Linked DNA regions of Macaca mulatta: region 2 is linked to region 1. Evidence: chromatin contacts called from public Hi-C data. All regions are on one chromosome and are shown on one strand. The core of a region is the stretch at or near the end of the contact, and the rest is flanking DNA. Distances in the headings are between cores, read along the strand shown.

Region 1 (6,854 bases), core at 3,399-5,898:
TTTCAAACTCCTGGACTACCTAGGCTTCTAAAGTGCTGGGATAATAGATGTAAGCCACAGCAATGGGCCATTGCAAAGTGAACCCGTCATCAGCCGCTTCCAACCAGCTCCTTTTCTACTTAACTTGGTCACCTCCCTTCTCACATCCTTATAGCCAATCTGTCACCACATCCTCTCCTCCTACACAGATGTCCGAGCTGTGCAATTAGCTTCGTCTCTACTGTTCCTTCATAACCCAAGCTCCAGCGGCTGACACCTGGATCGTGGCAACAGCCTCCTAAGTGAGCTCTCGGCATCCGTTCTAGCCCCAAGGGGATCTATTGCCATCTAAAAGCCAAAGGCATTTATTTCATTTCAGTTGAGATAAATGCTACCAAATAAAAGTATAGGCCTGGCACGGTGGCTCAAGCCTGTAATCCCAGCACTTTGGGAGGCCGAGACGAGCGGATCACAAGGTCAGGACATCGAGACCATCCTGGCTAACATGGTGAAACCCCGTCTCTACTAAAAAATACAAAAAAACTAGCCGGGCGAGGTGGCGGGCGCCTGTAGTCCCAGCTACTCGGGAGGCTGAGGCAGGAGAATGGCATAAACCCGGGAGGCGGAGCTTGCAGTGAGCTGAGATCCGGCCACTGCACTCCAGCCCGGGTGACAGAGCGAGACTCCGTCTAAAAAAACAAAAAACAAAACATAGGGTCCACACCAAGCCTGGAAGGTCCCAGGAGGCTTCCATTGTTCTTTGGATAAAGTCTAAACGCCCTAGCCTCACTCACAAGGCTGGGCATTATCCGGCCCCTGGCCCCACCTCCAGTCTCTGCTCAAACAGCTCTCCCCCTCACCCAGTACCTCTCAGTCTCACTGGCTGTCTTATAGTTTCTCCTCGCCTCAGGATCTTTGCACATCCTCTTCCCTTTGCTGGAAGCCTGTTCCTTGCCCTTTTCACCTAAGTGACTTCCACTCAACCTTCAGCTTTCAGGTTAAAGGCTTCTCCAGGGAAGCCTTCTCTGACCTTGGTGAGTTCCTTCCATTCAATGTTCCCAAGGCAACTTGTACTTAGTCTTTCTAGCAATGACCAATATTGACGCTAAATGGATATTCACATATTTGTGAGTCTGACACCTGCTTCTACCACTCAATTGTGGCCTCGATGAAGGAAGGGTCTCTATTTGTCCAGTTCACCGCTCCATCCCCAGAGCCTAGCATGGTGGCTGGCACACGGTAGATGCTGAGCAAATTATCAGTTGAGTGAACCAGAATTTAAAAAGCTTGGCTAAGAGCTCACCGGCAGGATGCTGGCCTGTGATGGTCTCCAGAGTAGAGAAGAGCAAGCCACACGGCAGGGCCGGATCTGGCAGCAGTCCTTCTGGCAAAGTGTAGAAAAGGGCATGAGCTTGCTTCAGAGTGGTGGCCAGCAACTCCACTAATGAGCAAATCTGAGCCTTGATACCAGCACCTAAAAGAAAAAACCATCCTCTTTGATTACCTTTCCCAAAGCGAAAGACAGAGGATGCTCTGGAGGCTTCAGTCTCCCGAAGCTCACCCTTCTCCATCCCATGTTTAAGGACCAAATGTTGGCCAGAAGCCACACCCACCATGGTGTGGCTGGTTGAGAAGTTTCTGAATAGTTGCCTTTCTGGCCAGCAGGAAGTCTGTGAGGGCTTGGCGAGGAGAACTCTCTTCTAAGAGCATTATAGAGCACAGGGCCTCGGCCACAGCTTGGTCAGACACGGCTTGGCATTTGAGCAACATCTTGCTTTCATGCAGAATAGTTGACCTAAAAAAATGATGACAAAGGTCACCAGGATATTTTTCCCATCTTGGGTAAAGAGCTTTGGTACATCAGGAAAGAAGACAAACTCCATAAACCTGTAGTGTGAATCTTGGCCACCACCAGAGAAGCTCTTTACGCTGGATCCACTTACCGGAAGTGGCTGGCAGCTGCCACCTGCCGGATGAGTATAGGAAACCGGGAGAGGATGGGACTGTATCGGGAACTAGAAGAATCCAGCTGGAGCAGGTTGTGAAGGTGGCAGCACAGCAGGTAGAGCTGTGTGGCATGGAGATACTGAGAGGCTTCCATCGAGCTCCAGATCTTCTCAGGAATTTCTAAGAGTAGCTTGATCTGGGCAGCCATGCTGTAGAACTTCTCCTGGGATGGCTGCTGTGGCTGCAGGGGAAGGCACAGAACTAAACCAGAAGAACGAACAAAAACAATCTCAGTGTTCTGTAGGCTTGGGAAGAAATCTGGGGGTATTTAAGGATACAAAACTTCTATTAAGCTGGATTCAGTGCAACTCAGCAAGTCATCAAAGCCCAGTGTAGAAGAGTTGCCGGAGTCAGGAGTGTTGTAAGATCCCATAGTTTTTCCTACACACGGATGCATTTCCGCTCAGCCCCATGGAGAGGTAAACTTTCATCTCACCATCTGGTTATCAGTGATCCTCTTGATGCTTCGATGGCATGAAGCCCTGTGGACTACTTCTCATGTGAGCTTTCTCCATCCTTTTCTGATGTTCAGCCTTCCTACTTTTTCTTCTGTTTTTTGGGGGGCACCATGGTCTTCTTTGCTGACTGTTCCTCTTCACCAAGGAAGGTACTGACTGCACCAAGCCACCATCTGGTTCAGTCTTTAGGCCTCTACTCATCTCAGTCTATCCTTACTTCAGGATTTTCTCTCCCTCAACCCCCTCATGAACAGCGTATTAGTCCATTCTCACACTGCTATAAAGAAATACCTGAGGCCAGGCGTGGTGGCTCACGCCTGTAATCCCAGCACTTTGGGAGGCCGAGGTGGGCAGACCACTTGAGGTTAGGAGTTTGAGACCAGCCTGGCCAACATGGTGAAACCCTGTCTCCACTAAAAATACAAAAATTAGCTGGGTATAGTGGTGCACACCTGTAATCCCAGCTACTTGGGAAGCTGAGGCAGGAGAATTGCTTGAACCTGGGAGGCAGAGGCTGCAGTTGAGCCGAGAATGCGCAATTGCACCCCAGCCTGGGCAACAGAGCGAGACTCTGTCAAAGGAAGGAAGGAAGGAAAGGAGGAAGGGAGGGAGGAAGGAACCCAAGACTGGGTAATTTATAAAGAAAAGGAGTTTAGTTGGCCCTCGGTTCCACAGGCTGTACAGGAAGCACGGCTAGGGAGGCCTAAGGAAACTTATGATCATGGCAGAAGGGAAAGCAGGCACGTCTTATGTGGCCCGAGCAGGAAGAAGGTGGGAGGATGTGCCATACACTGTCAAGCAACTAGATCTCATGAGAACTCTATCATGAGACAGGACCAAAGAGGGAAATCCCTCCCCATGATCCAACCACCTCCTACCAGGCCCCACCTCCAACACTGGGGATTATAATTCAACATGAGATGTGGGCGGGACACAAATCCAAACCACAGCAAATGGATTAGTGCCTCATAAAAGGGCTGGAGGCAACTTTTAGGCTCTTCTACCTTCCCCCACATGAGGATGCAGCAAGAAGGCCCTCACCAGACATCAAAGGCCAGTGCCTTGATCTTAGACCCAGAACTGCAAAAAATATACTTGTATTATAAATTGCCCAATCTCAGGTATTTTGTTATAGCAGCACAAATGGACTAAGAAACCTAAATTCCAAATCTCATCATGCCCTTAAGGTCCCTCCTTACTAAGAATGACCCAAGTCTAAACTGACTTCCTTCAGAACTCCTAGGGTAAATACACACAATTATTTTGGGACTGTACTTTTCAATTTCTTCTTCTATGTCCCAGTAAGTTCTCCCAGGTTGTTAAAAACAACTTCCCCGTTTACCTTTTTCACCTTCCATGCCCTTTCACTTCGTTCATTGCTAGGTCTATATTCTTTAAGGGGCCGGGTGCGGTGGCTCTCGCGCCTGTAATCCCAGCACTGTGGGAGGCCGAGGCAGGTGGATCATATGAGGTCAGGTGTTGGAGACCAGCCTGGCCAACACAGTGAAACCCCGTCTCTACTGAAAATACAACAATTAGTCAGGCGTGGTGGCAGGTGCCTGTAATCCCAGCTACGCTGGTGGCTGAGGCAGGAGAGTCGCTTGAACCCAGAAAGCAGAGGTTGCAGTGAGCTGAGATCGCACCACTGCACTCCAGCCTGGGCGACAGAGAGAGACTGTCTCAAAAATAAATAAATAAATAAATAAATAAATAGTCTTCAGGAATGCAAGCGGCAGTTCCAATATGAGGAGGTGTTTGTTTACCTCCCATCCTTCCTCATCGTATCTGATCAATAGCGTTTGCGGGTAAGAACACGGGATAAGGATTACCTGAATGAAAAAAGCCTTAATTCTTAAAATGAAAATGTTCAGCTATTAAAAGGTAAGGGCCGGGTGTGGTGGCTCGTAACTGTAATCCCAGCACTTTGGGAGACCCAGTCACATACATACGTAAAGGTAAGGGCTTGACGGTTGGTACTACCCTCAACAACTCCCAAAGGGTGGAAGAGCTATTTGGGACTGTGGAAGTTACTTTTGTGGGGGGATAAGTGGAAGGTTGGGAAGAGGAAGAAATGACTTGGAAGGCAGGTGTCAACACAGGGGAGAAATCTGAGAAAAACAATGTTAGGACATGTTATATAGGGGAGAGCTGAACCGTCAAGACAGAGACCCCTGGCGTTTTCCGCTGAAATTGAAAGGAGCCCAGTGAGGCGTGGGAATCAAGGCCCGGAATCGGGGGAAAGCGCCTGAAGAAACTGTTGAATGGCATTTCCAGAACGGATCAGCAGCCGCATCTGTGCAAGGAAGGTTGGCATTGTCCCCTGACGGGGGCCTAAAGGGTGAGGGGCGGGTAAGCTCCTCCTGGCTAAGGAAGGTGAGGACTCGCGGGGTCTGGAACTGACCGGCGGGGGGCGGGGTTGACCTGCAAGGCCAGGGGCTCCGGGACCCGCCTGCGGGGCCGCAGGGTGGGGACACGGGGACTGACCTGCGGGGCCCGCGGTGGCCGGGGTGCGGCCGAGCCGGCCTGGCGGAGGCGGGCGCAGTACTGGTCCGTGGCTTTCACGGCGTCCACCAGCCCCACGGCGCAGCGGCGCATCTGGCCGATGGTGTCGGCCGCCTCGATCAGGTCGCGGTACCGTTCGCCCACCATCTGCCGCAGCTCCTCCTTCTTGTGCTCGATCTCGGCCCGAACCTGACGCTCCAGCCCGCGGATCTCCTCCGCTCCATGCGTCTCGAAAAGAGCCGCAGGGTCGCGCAGATCCAGCCGCTTCAGCGCGGGTGAGGTGGCAGCGGCCGCCATGGTGCACTCGTCAGCCCCCGGCGAGCCACTTACTCCTTTTTAGTCCCGCCCCCGCCGCCATCTTGGTTGGGGGCGGAAGCGCTTCCGCCCCGCCGGGGGCCATGTTTGCTTCCCGAGGGGGCGGGGCGGGGCAGACGAGGGGTGGGGCCGGGCCTGCGCGGGGTTTTCTTAAAGGAAGCTGGAGGGGAGGTGAGGTCGCCAGAGAGGTGAGGTCGCCAGCTTGGCTGCTTTCCTGGGCCTGAGGTCTTTCGTTTCCCTTAGGAGCAGAGCTCCTCTGTGGAGTTAAGGGTCGGGATCCGGCCCCGCGGACTGACGGCATTGGCGCAGCCGCAGCCGCTGCTCTTCACGCGCCTGGCGCCCGCGAGCAGACTCGGGCGCGCTCGCAGCCGCTCGGTCTCGGATCGTACTCCGCGTGCAGTTTTAGGAAGAGGGACATCCGCGCCCCTCGCTGTTCCGGGGGAAGCGCTATCTCGCCGCCCCTGAAGGGGTTCTGAGCCCTTGTTTGGCGTCTGCTTTTCCTCTGCTGTTGATTCGTGTTGGGGGTTTTCCATTTCGTTTAAAATCGACGTTTAGCCCCTGAAGACGTTTTCCCTGCGAGAGCCTGACCTTGGTGGCCACGGAGGAGGACGGCGGGCCGGGCGCGAAAGGCCGGGACTCCCTGGGGAACGCAGCGCCCGACGGGTGGGCGCTCCTCACGTGGCCCAGGAATAGTAGAATCTGGAGATTGTGGCTTGTTTCTGCTAAGTCCCAGACCCTTCTTATTTATTTATTTATTTATTTATTTTGGAAGATTTCACCTACACCAGTGTCGACAAAACGATGAAATGTGCGCAGCGGCCAGGCTGAGGCCCCAGCAACTCCGGGCCTCGCGTGCATCCCTGCTCGTTCCCTCTCCCACCCGCCACCTCCGGACGCACAGAGTTTCAATCTGCAAATAAATGGTGCGTTTATAATATTCGAGTTTACCCCGCAAGAGCCTTGCAGCATAGGGAGTATCATTCTCACTTTGCAGATGGGGAAACGGGGGCCCGGAGAGGCAAAGGGTTTTACTCAGTAAAAGTGCAGTTTTCAAAGCCTGTCCACGAGATTATCTTATTTTCTGGGCACATCCGCCATGCCAGGTAGGTAGGAATCATATTCCTAGTCTATTTATGAAGGAAAAGAAAAACAGAAAAGCTTGTTTGCCTGCCCAAATTACGTAGCTAATAGGTGACCCAGTCAGTATTTGGACCTCGATTTTTAAATTCCTGGCTCGCGCTCTTTTCTACATTTTCACGTAATTTCCCACAGAGCACCCTCTGTTGGCGGGCCTGCAGTTTGCAGTCTCTAATCCCATTCTGCAAGGGACACTCACTGGTATTCGGCTGATGAGCATCCGCAGTATCTCCTTTCTGTGTTTGGGGAATTCATCGCTGTCTAGCAAGATCTTTTTTCTGGGACTCTTTATAGCTACGGTGCAAGCCTGCGGCCTGGAACTGGCACATCAGGCACAAGTGCCTAGGACTTGGGCGAAGAGTTAGTGATGTTAAGCAGGTGACCGCTGGGTGCGGCGGCTCACGCCTGTAATCCCAGCACTTTGGGAGCCCAAGGCCTGTGGATCCCTTGAGCCCA
Region 2 (7,474 bases), core at 2,354-4,853, 38 kb before region 1:
CATCATTAGGTACAGTTGAGGAATATTTTCTATCTTGATTTGACAAAGAAGGTTCTATTGAGCCAACCAGTAAAGACGCTCCAGCTTCTGAAGGATTACGTTGACTTTCTCCGAATTTAGACAAATCTTTGGCAAGTTCTCTTTTAGGAGAGGTTTTCTCTGATGCATAAAACTGAGCCTTGGTTTCTTCTTGGAAAGTAGTCTTTGGCTTAGTATTTTTTAACATTTTGAAGGACGGTTGGGTTGGATTCTTGATGTCTTTATCTGCCTTTGTAGTAGTTGCTCTTTCCAAACCAACAGCTGGTAGTGGAAAGGTCTTCACTGTCTGTTCTGGTTTGTCCATCATCAACTTAGAATTTCTTTCTTCATTCTCTGTCTCTAACTCTTTCCCTTTAGCTTTAATTAAATCTTTGATTGGCCCTTTCATTTTTTTAGCACGTGGGAGTGTAGCTGGCTTGGACTGATGAACTTTTTGATCAGTAGGTATGGTTGATCCTATCATCTTACAGTATGGCAAGTGAGATTTTAATCGTTTAAATGGCTTCTTACAATAAGGACACACTTCCATTCTGGGTGGATTATCACTCATCCTATTCCTGAAAAATGTAAATGTGAGATTATGAGAAGCACATAGTTTGTAAACATCAATATTTTACTTATGTGTTGTATCTTTTAAATTCATTTGGAACAAGCTAGATGTTTGCTACTTAAGGTTACAGCAAGTCAACTAGTCATTACATGAGGATAAAAAATTGTTTAAAAACCCATAAACATGTTATTCAAGGACAGAATGGTAAAGAATAAAAAACTTAGGCCAGGAACCAAAGGTTATTTATTTATTTATTTTGGAGACAGAGTCTCGTTCTGTCACCCAGACTGGAGTGCAGTGGCACAATATCTGCTCACTGCAAACTCTGCCTCCCAGCATCAAGCAATTCTCTTATCTCAGCCTCCCAAGTAGTTGGGACTACAGGGGCATGCTACCACGCCTGGCTAATTTTTTGTATTTTAGTAAAGACGGGGTTTCACTGTGTCCGTGTTGCCCAGACTGGTCTTGAACTCCTGAGCTCTGGCAATCCACCCGCCTCGGCCTCCTAAAGTGCTGGGATTACACGCGTGAGCTACCACGCCTGCACCCGGCCAAAGGTTACTGATTACAGCACAGGTTTCCAAAGTGATATATGGAATATCCATTAGGGTGCAAGAAGAAAATATTAGAAAATATTAGAATTCCCACAATCTAAGAATGAGAAATGAAGCTCTACTAACATTTAGTTAGTAATATGCATATATATACACACACACGGATATACACAAAATGTATGTATAATGTACAAATATATACATGGTAAGAACACAGTCCTATTTTTCACCTATATTTGAGATGGAGTCTCACTCTGTCACCAAGCTGGAGTGCAGTCTTGGCTCACTGAAACCTCCATTTCCCGGGTTCAAGTGATTGTCCTGCCTCAGCCTCCCGAGTAGCTGGGACTATAGGCACACGCCACTACGCCCAGCTAATTTTTGTATTTTTAGTAGAGACGGGGTTTCACCATGTTGGCCAGGATGGTCTTGATGTCCTGACTTTGTGATCCGCCCGCCCTGGCTTCCCAAAGTACTGGGATTACAGGTGTGAGCCACCACGCCTGGCCTACTAATAGTTTCTAGTACAACAGATTACTGGCAAATTAGTTTGACATCTTTGTTAAATATATACCATGTAAAAAATTTTAAAAAACATTTATACCATGTATATTTGTACCTGTTACTCTTTAGAGTCCAGAAAAGAAAATGTTTAATTCCAATGTTTAGTTGAAAGTTATTTCCTTTCTACATCTCTTGTTCTTTCTATAAAGTTCCAGAGGGCAAGAAACCTATCTATCCTGCACACAGCTAGCACTGAGCCTGGCATACAATATTTGCTCACTAATTCTTTAGATATAAATGATTAAATATTATTCAGTACTACAACTGGTAATATCTCTGACCACCAACGAGATTAAAAAAGGTGACTGAAACCATTCACAAAACAGACACAATTTTGACCAACCCATTCATTAAAGCAACCAACTCACCTTATCCTGTACGAAGTCATTCAAAACAAAACTGTTTTCTGCCAACAGATTACAGTAATCATTCTTACTTTGTTGTTGTTCGGTCTTTTTTTTTTGAGATGGAGTCTCGCTCTGTCACTCAAGCTGGAGTGCAGTGGCACGATCTCGGCTCACTGCAACCTCAGCCTCCCCAGTGGCTAGGATTACTGGGATTACGGGCCTGGGCCACCACGCCCAGCTAATTTTAGTATTTTTAGTAGAGACGGGGTTTCACCATGTTGGCCAGGCTGGTCTCGAACTCCTGACCTCAGGTGATCTACCCGCCTCGGTCTCCCAAAGTGCTGGGATTACAGGCGTGAGCCACCGCGCCCGGCTTGCTGGGATTACAGGCGTGAGCCATCAGTCTTTCTTTGTTTGGAGGTACACACTAACAGGATGAAAGCCACAGACTGTTTATTTACAAAAATACACACAAATGAAGCCAGTCCATGGACCTTCGGCTAATAACGTTAGAAAGGGCATGACACCTGCTAGACGTTTCTGCCTCCACTCCACCTCACACTCAATCCTACTTGAAACATCTCGGTACATTCCCAGGGTAACGTCTATATGTGGCTGTTTACTTACTCGAGCTCCTCTAGGAGGATGCTAGTTTTGCGGGTGCTTCTCCCGGATCCCCATTCTTCCCCGATCACCGTTCCCGAGTGTGGCAGAATGAAACGTGAATGTCAGCCTGTGTAAGACACGATGAGACAGGTGACTTGGCAGCACGCGCAGTGAGTAAATGCGGCACGGTACTGAATCAAAAACAAACAGGTTCCGGAAAGCAGAGAGTTAAGACCTCCCAAGCCTCTGGGCTCAAGGAGGACCTCAACAGTTCCACTAATCCTCGCCCTCACCTCCGGCGCTCCTCAGCCACCTTTCCCTCCTCCGGCCGCGTTACCAGCCTGCCCACCTCCCCGCACCCTTCCTTTCCCTGAAAGCTGTTCTGATTCTGCCAGCGAAGTGGATGGGGTCGGCCTGGCAGATTCTGGGTCAGGCACCGGCGTTCCCGCAGCCCCACCGAGGGGTTCCTCCTGCGGTTCCAGGAAGACCCTCCGCCGGCACCCGATTCCCTCCCCTCTCCGCTCAGGACAGTCTTCCCCAGACCTAGAACGTGGGTCGCGGAACACAACCCCGCCCTTGGAAGCTCACCTCACAGGACCGTCCTCACCTCGGAAGACCCGAAAGCCCAGGCGGCCTCGGCGGGAAGCCCCCCCAGGGAAGCCCCCCAAGCGCCTGCCCAACCCCCGGCCAGGAAACCGCGTCAGGCTGTCTGCACCACTGCCGGATAGGTCCGCCTATTTTTAAAAATGTTACCTCACACGGATTCAACTCAAATACTTGTATGATATTATTATGACATAATTGAGTTTATTTGAAACCTGGCTTGACTTTCATACCGTACCCTCCGTTGGCTGTGAACAGGCGAGTGCTTCCGCCACCCCAGGGGAGGTCCTTTCTCCCAGAAGCTCCTAGTCGCTCCTCCCCCTCCGAGCCCGCCTCTTCCCGTGGGCGGGGTTACCGGTCGGCGCGGTTGGGATCGTGCCACTGCGCAGCCGCGAGAGGGCGGTACCACGGCGGCAGCGACATGGGGGGGCGCGGAGCAGACGCCGGAAGTAGCGGTGGTACGGGTCCGACTGAGGGGTACTCGCCACCGGCTGCGTCCACCCGAGCGGCTGCGAGAGCTAAGGCCCGAGGGGGTGGGCGTGGCGGCCGCCGAAACACAACCCCCTCTGTTCCCTCTTCTCGCGGAGCGGCGCAGCGTAGCTTCCCTCCGCCAGCTGCCATGAGCGAGCGCCTCCGTCCCAGGTGAGAGGGAAGGGACCCCCTTTCCACTCGTCGCCTGAGGATTTGGGAGATGGAGCCGAGGGGGCGCGCGAAATGGGGGTCGGAGCAAGTGTGGACCCGGCGGGGCTCCCTGTGGGGTCCACTGAGGGCCGGGGGAGTAGGGGAGAGGGATGCGCGAGTGATCGGATGCTTGGTTCCTGTGGGTAGCTGGAAGGTGACTCTCCGGGGTCCAGGTCTCCCGCCCCTCCATCTTTTTACTCCCCTATCGTTTCCTATTTGGAACGAAGTGTGATCGGTCCCGGAAGAGAGACAGTGGCCCTAAAGCTTCCCTGTCCTAAATTTAGGAGGGTGGGGGGATGGGAGAAACGTCTCATCTTGGAGAGGGGGCCCCCTCAGGCTTTTGTGAGGGCACCGGGCGGGGAGCTGCCGGCTCCCCAAGGTCAGAAAGAAAGGTTGGGCTTAACCCCGCAGCAGGGAAAGATTAGGTTAGACCGAAGAACTTGTGCTATGAACGGTTGTGAACACAGAAGGGCAGATGACCAAGGCGGGTTATGGATCCTCTCTTGACTGTAGCATTAAGAACAAGCTGGATTCTAAACTGTTTGGATGCGGGGCCGTTTGATTCCGAAGGCGGGAGGTAGGATTTTGTCGCGATGCACTCGCTACCTTCCCAAGGGAGCCTGGCCCTTAAATTAGGAGTTCTATGCTTGACATGTACTCCTAGAGTCCCGACTAAGTTGGGATTTCTTAATTTTTTTCTCCCTCTTAATTTCCTCTGCAAGAATGTGTGGAGGAGAAAGTTGGGAAGGGTTACCTCAGAATGCTCTTCATGTTCCGGTCTTTCCACAAGGATCCTTCTCTGAAATAGTTATTTCACGGGATTGAAGTTCTCAGAAGTATCCTGAGTTTATTTGGTCCCATGGTGGAAACCTCGGGTTCCCCAAGCTGCTGCATGGGATTATTGATTTGGGTCATGTAGCAAGTGGAGCATAAAGCCTCTCGTTGTATAGAAAAGAAGAGTGGACTAAATTTGAAATTGGGGGCCCAATTACAGACATGCTATCGGAATTAGGAACAAGAGCTTTAGATATAGCTTTAGATACTGACCCGACTGCCATGTTATTCTTCCCCAAACCCAGTTTATACTTACGATATTCTCTTGGGGTGTCTCACATATCTGAAGAAAAATCGAAATATTTCCTACAAATAAAAATTCGACTGTACACAACTAATCTGAATGCATTTATACTGGTAGTAGATTCCTTTTATCAAGTACACAAATAATCTCAACATGTTTTAAATAAGTTATTTGATTTGGACAGGCTTTTCTTGCCAGTGTTTAATGGAGTATGATGGGCCAGCTCTGCCAGCTCTAGGACGGTCTAAGATGGTGGTTTTTCGGCTGGGCGCGGTGGCTCAGGCCTGTGATCCCAGCACTTTGGGAGGCCGAGGCCGGTGGATCACCTGAGGTCAGGAGTTCGAGATCACCCTGGCCAACATGGTGAAACTCCGTCTCTACTAAAAATTCAAAAAAATTAGTCGGGCCTGTTAGCGGGCGCCTTAATCCCAGTTACTTGGGAGGCTAAGGCGGAATCGCTTGAACCCGGAAGGCGGAGGTTGCGGTGAGCCGAGATCATTGCACTCCAACCTGGGCAACAAAAGCGAAACTTCATCTCAAAAAAAAAAAAAAAAAGATGGTTTTTCAGGCTGTCACACAATAGATTGGATAGCCGCAGAGAGGTGGGTGTGTGGTGAGGGAGTCCCTGCTTATTGATTGATTGGTTGATTGATTGACTGATTGATTGATTGACAGAGTCTCACTCTGTCGACCAGGCTGGAGTGCAGTGGCCCCGTCATGCCTCACTGCAGCCTCAACCTCCCAGGCTCAGGTAATGCTCCCATGTCAGCCTCCTGAGTAACTGGACCACAGATGTGAGCTATCACACCCAGCTAACCTTTGTATTTTTGGTAGAGATGGGGTTTCACCATACTGCCCAGGCTGGTCTTGAACTCCTGGGCTCAAGGAATCCACCCATCTTGGCCTCCCAAAGTGCTGGGATTACAAATGTGAGCCACCTCACCAGACTGGGAGTCCCTGCTTCAACAAATCCTTTATCTCTTATATAGAGAGTATTTTTCTACAGTAAGAAAGAAAGAGTTCTGTCACTTTTAAAAATAAAGTTTGAAAACCACTAGTTTCCATACTGTTTTTGTTTGTTTGTTTTGAGACGGAGTCTTGCTGTGTTGGCGAGGCTGGAGTGCAGTGGTGCAACCTCGGCTCACTGCAACCTCCACCTCCTGGGTTGAAGCAGTTCTCCTGCCTCAGCCTCCCAAGTAGCTGGGATTACAGGCACGAGCCACCACGCCCTGCTGTTTTGTATTTTTAGTAGAGACGGGTTTCACCATGTGGGCCAGGCTGGTTTCGAACTCCTGACCTCAAGTGATCTGCCTGCCTCGGCCTCCCAAAGTGCTGGGATTACAGGTGTCGGTCACTGTGCCCAGCTCATACTCTTTTTTTTTTTTTTTTTGAGACGGAGTCTCGCTCTGTCGCCCAGCCCAGGCTGGAGTGCAGTGGCGCGATCTCGGCTCACTGCAAGCTCCGCCTCCCAAGTTCACGCCATTCTCCTGCCTCAGCCTCCCGAGTAGCTGGGACTACAGGCGCCCACAACCGCGCCCGGCTAATTTTTTGTAATTTTTAGTAGAGACGGGGTTTCACCGTGGTCTCAATCTCCTGACCTTGTGATCCGCCCGCCTCGGCCTCCCAAAGTGCTGGGATTACAGGCGTGAGCCACCGCGCCCGGCCCCAGCTCATACTCTTAAGATTATTTCTATGCCCAGTCTCTAGGAGATGACAGGAAGGTTGGAGAGAAATGAAATGATGCAATGTGATGGAATCAGCCATCGTTAGAAGTAGCAGATGCTAACTGGTAATCTGCACCTAGATGGTTAGGGGAGAATATAATCAGTTATAGGGGTACCTGCTAAAATTATAACCTGGTCTGTGGCATTAATGCCAAAAACTGTAATCTGATTGATTGAACCGATAGGGATGAGCATGAAGCTGTAATCTTGCCAGTTGTTAACATCATTATCGAAAGCAGAATGTTTCAAGGATGAGATCTGCTAAGAGCCTAGAAAAAGGCAAATAAAGAACAGGTAGAACTCTTTCTTAATCTGGTACCATCCAAAGGAGAAGGCCACCAACAGGCCAAAGAGATTATTCTGGTACTTTGCGAGATCAAGTGATTTATGAGGCAGGGATATTTCATGTGACTGTCCCGGAGATTAGTTGAAATCCACAAAACAGTCTCATCTTTTTTTTGTTCTTACACTTCCTCTGCCATGCAACCTCCTTGACCTTCATAGTCTTGTCCCTGGAAAGATCTATCCCCCATTATAAATGAGGAGATAGCAAATTTTGATCAGGCTCATAAGTTTGGTTAGAGTGACTCAGCAGCCCAAAGCCCAATCAGCTGTTGGCACGCTGATAAAATGAGTGTGTGAGGACCAGCAGCTGCTACTTATTCGATGAGTTTCTCTTTGGGTGTCAACTGGCCTCCCAGCGGACGTTGCTTTGCCTCTGCAGAACA

Evidence for each region. Hi-C and Micro-C count contacts between places; a contact is called where the count stands out from the background.
Region 2: a contact with region 1 is called in a Hi-C map of cortical neurons, with 4 times the contacts expected there. The contact joins the promoter of VCF1 here to the promoter of SLC39A11 in region 1. A contact is called at or near these places in 4 of 14 Hi-C or Micro-C datasets (CD4 T cells, blood, cortical neurons and 1 more).

Annotation. Positions count from the first base shown.
Region 1 is chr16:82,848,814-82,855,667 of T2T-MMU8v2.0, reverse strand. It overlaps SLC39A11 (solute carrier family 39 member 11), which reads left to right and starts at 4,648. Exons shown (of 10, transcript XM_077972623.1): 1 at 4,648-4,817. COG1 (component of oligomeric golgi complex 1) reads right to left here and starts at 5,259. Exons shown (of 16, transcript NM_001266362.1): 1 at 4,929-5,259; 2 at 1,923-2,167; 3 at 1,593-1,774; 4 at 1,283-1,453. The coding sequence starts at 5,243. It also overlaps the pseudogene LOC697782.
Region 2 is chr16:82,884,681-82,892,154 of T2T-MMU8v2.0, reverse strand. It overlaps VCF1 (VCP nuclear cofactor family member 1), which reads left to right and starts at 3,603. Exons shown (of 4, transcript NM_001193796.3): 1 at 3,603-3,905. The coding sequence starts at 3,685. It overlaps COG1 (component of oligomeric golgi complex 1), which reads right to left. Exons shown (of 16, transcript NM_001266362.1): 16 at 3,768-3,906. MTNAP1 (mitochondrial nucleoid associated protein 1) reads right to left here and starts at 3,625. Exons shown (of 5, transcript XM_002800584.4): 1 at 3,502-3,625; 2 at 2,682-2,787; 3 at 1-596. The coding sequence starts at 589.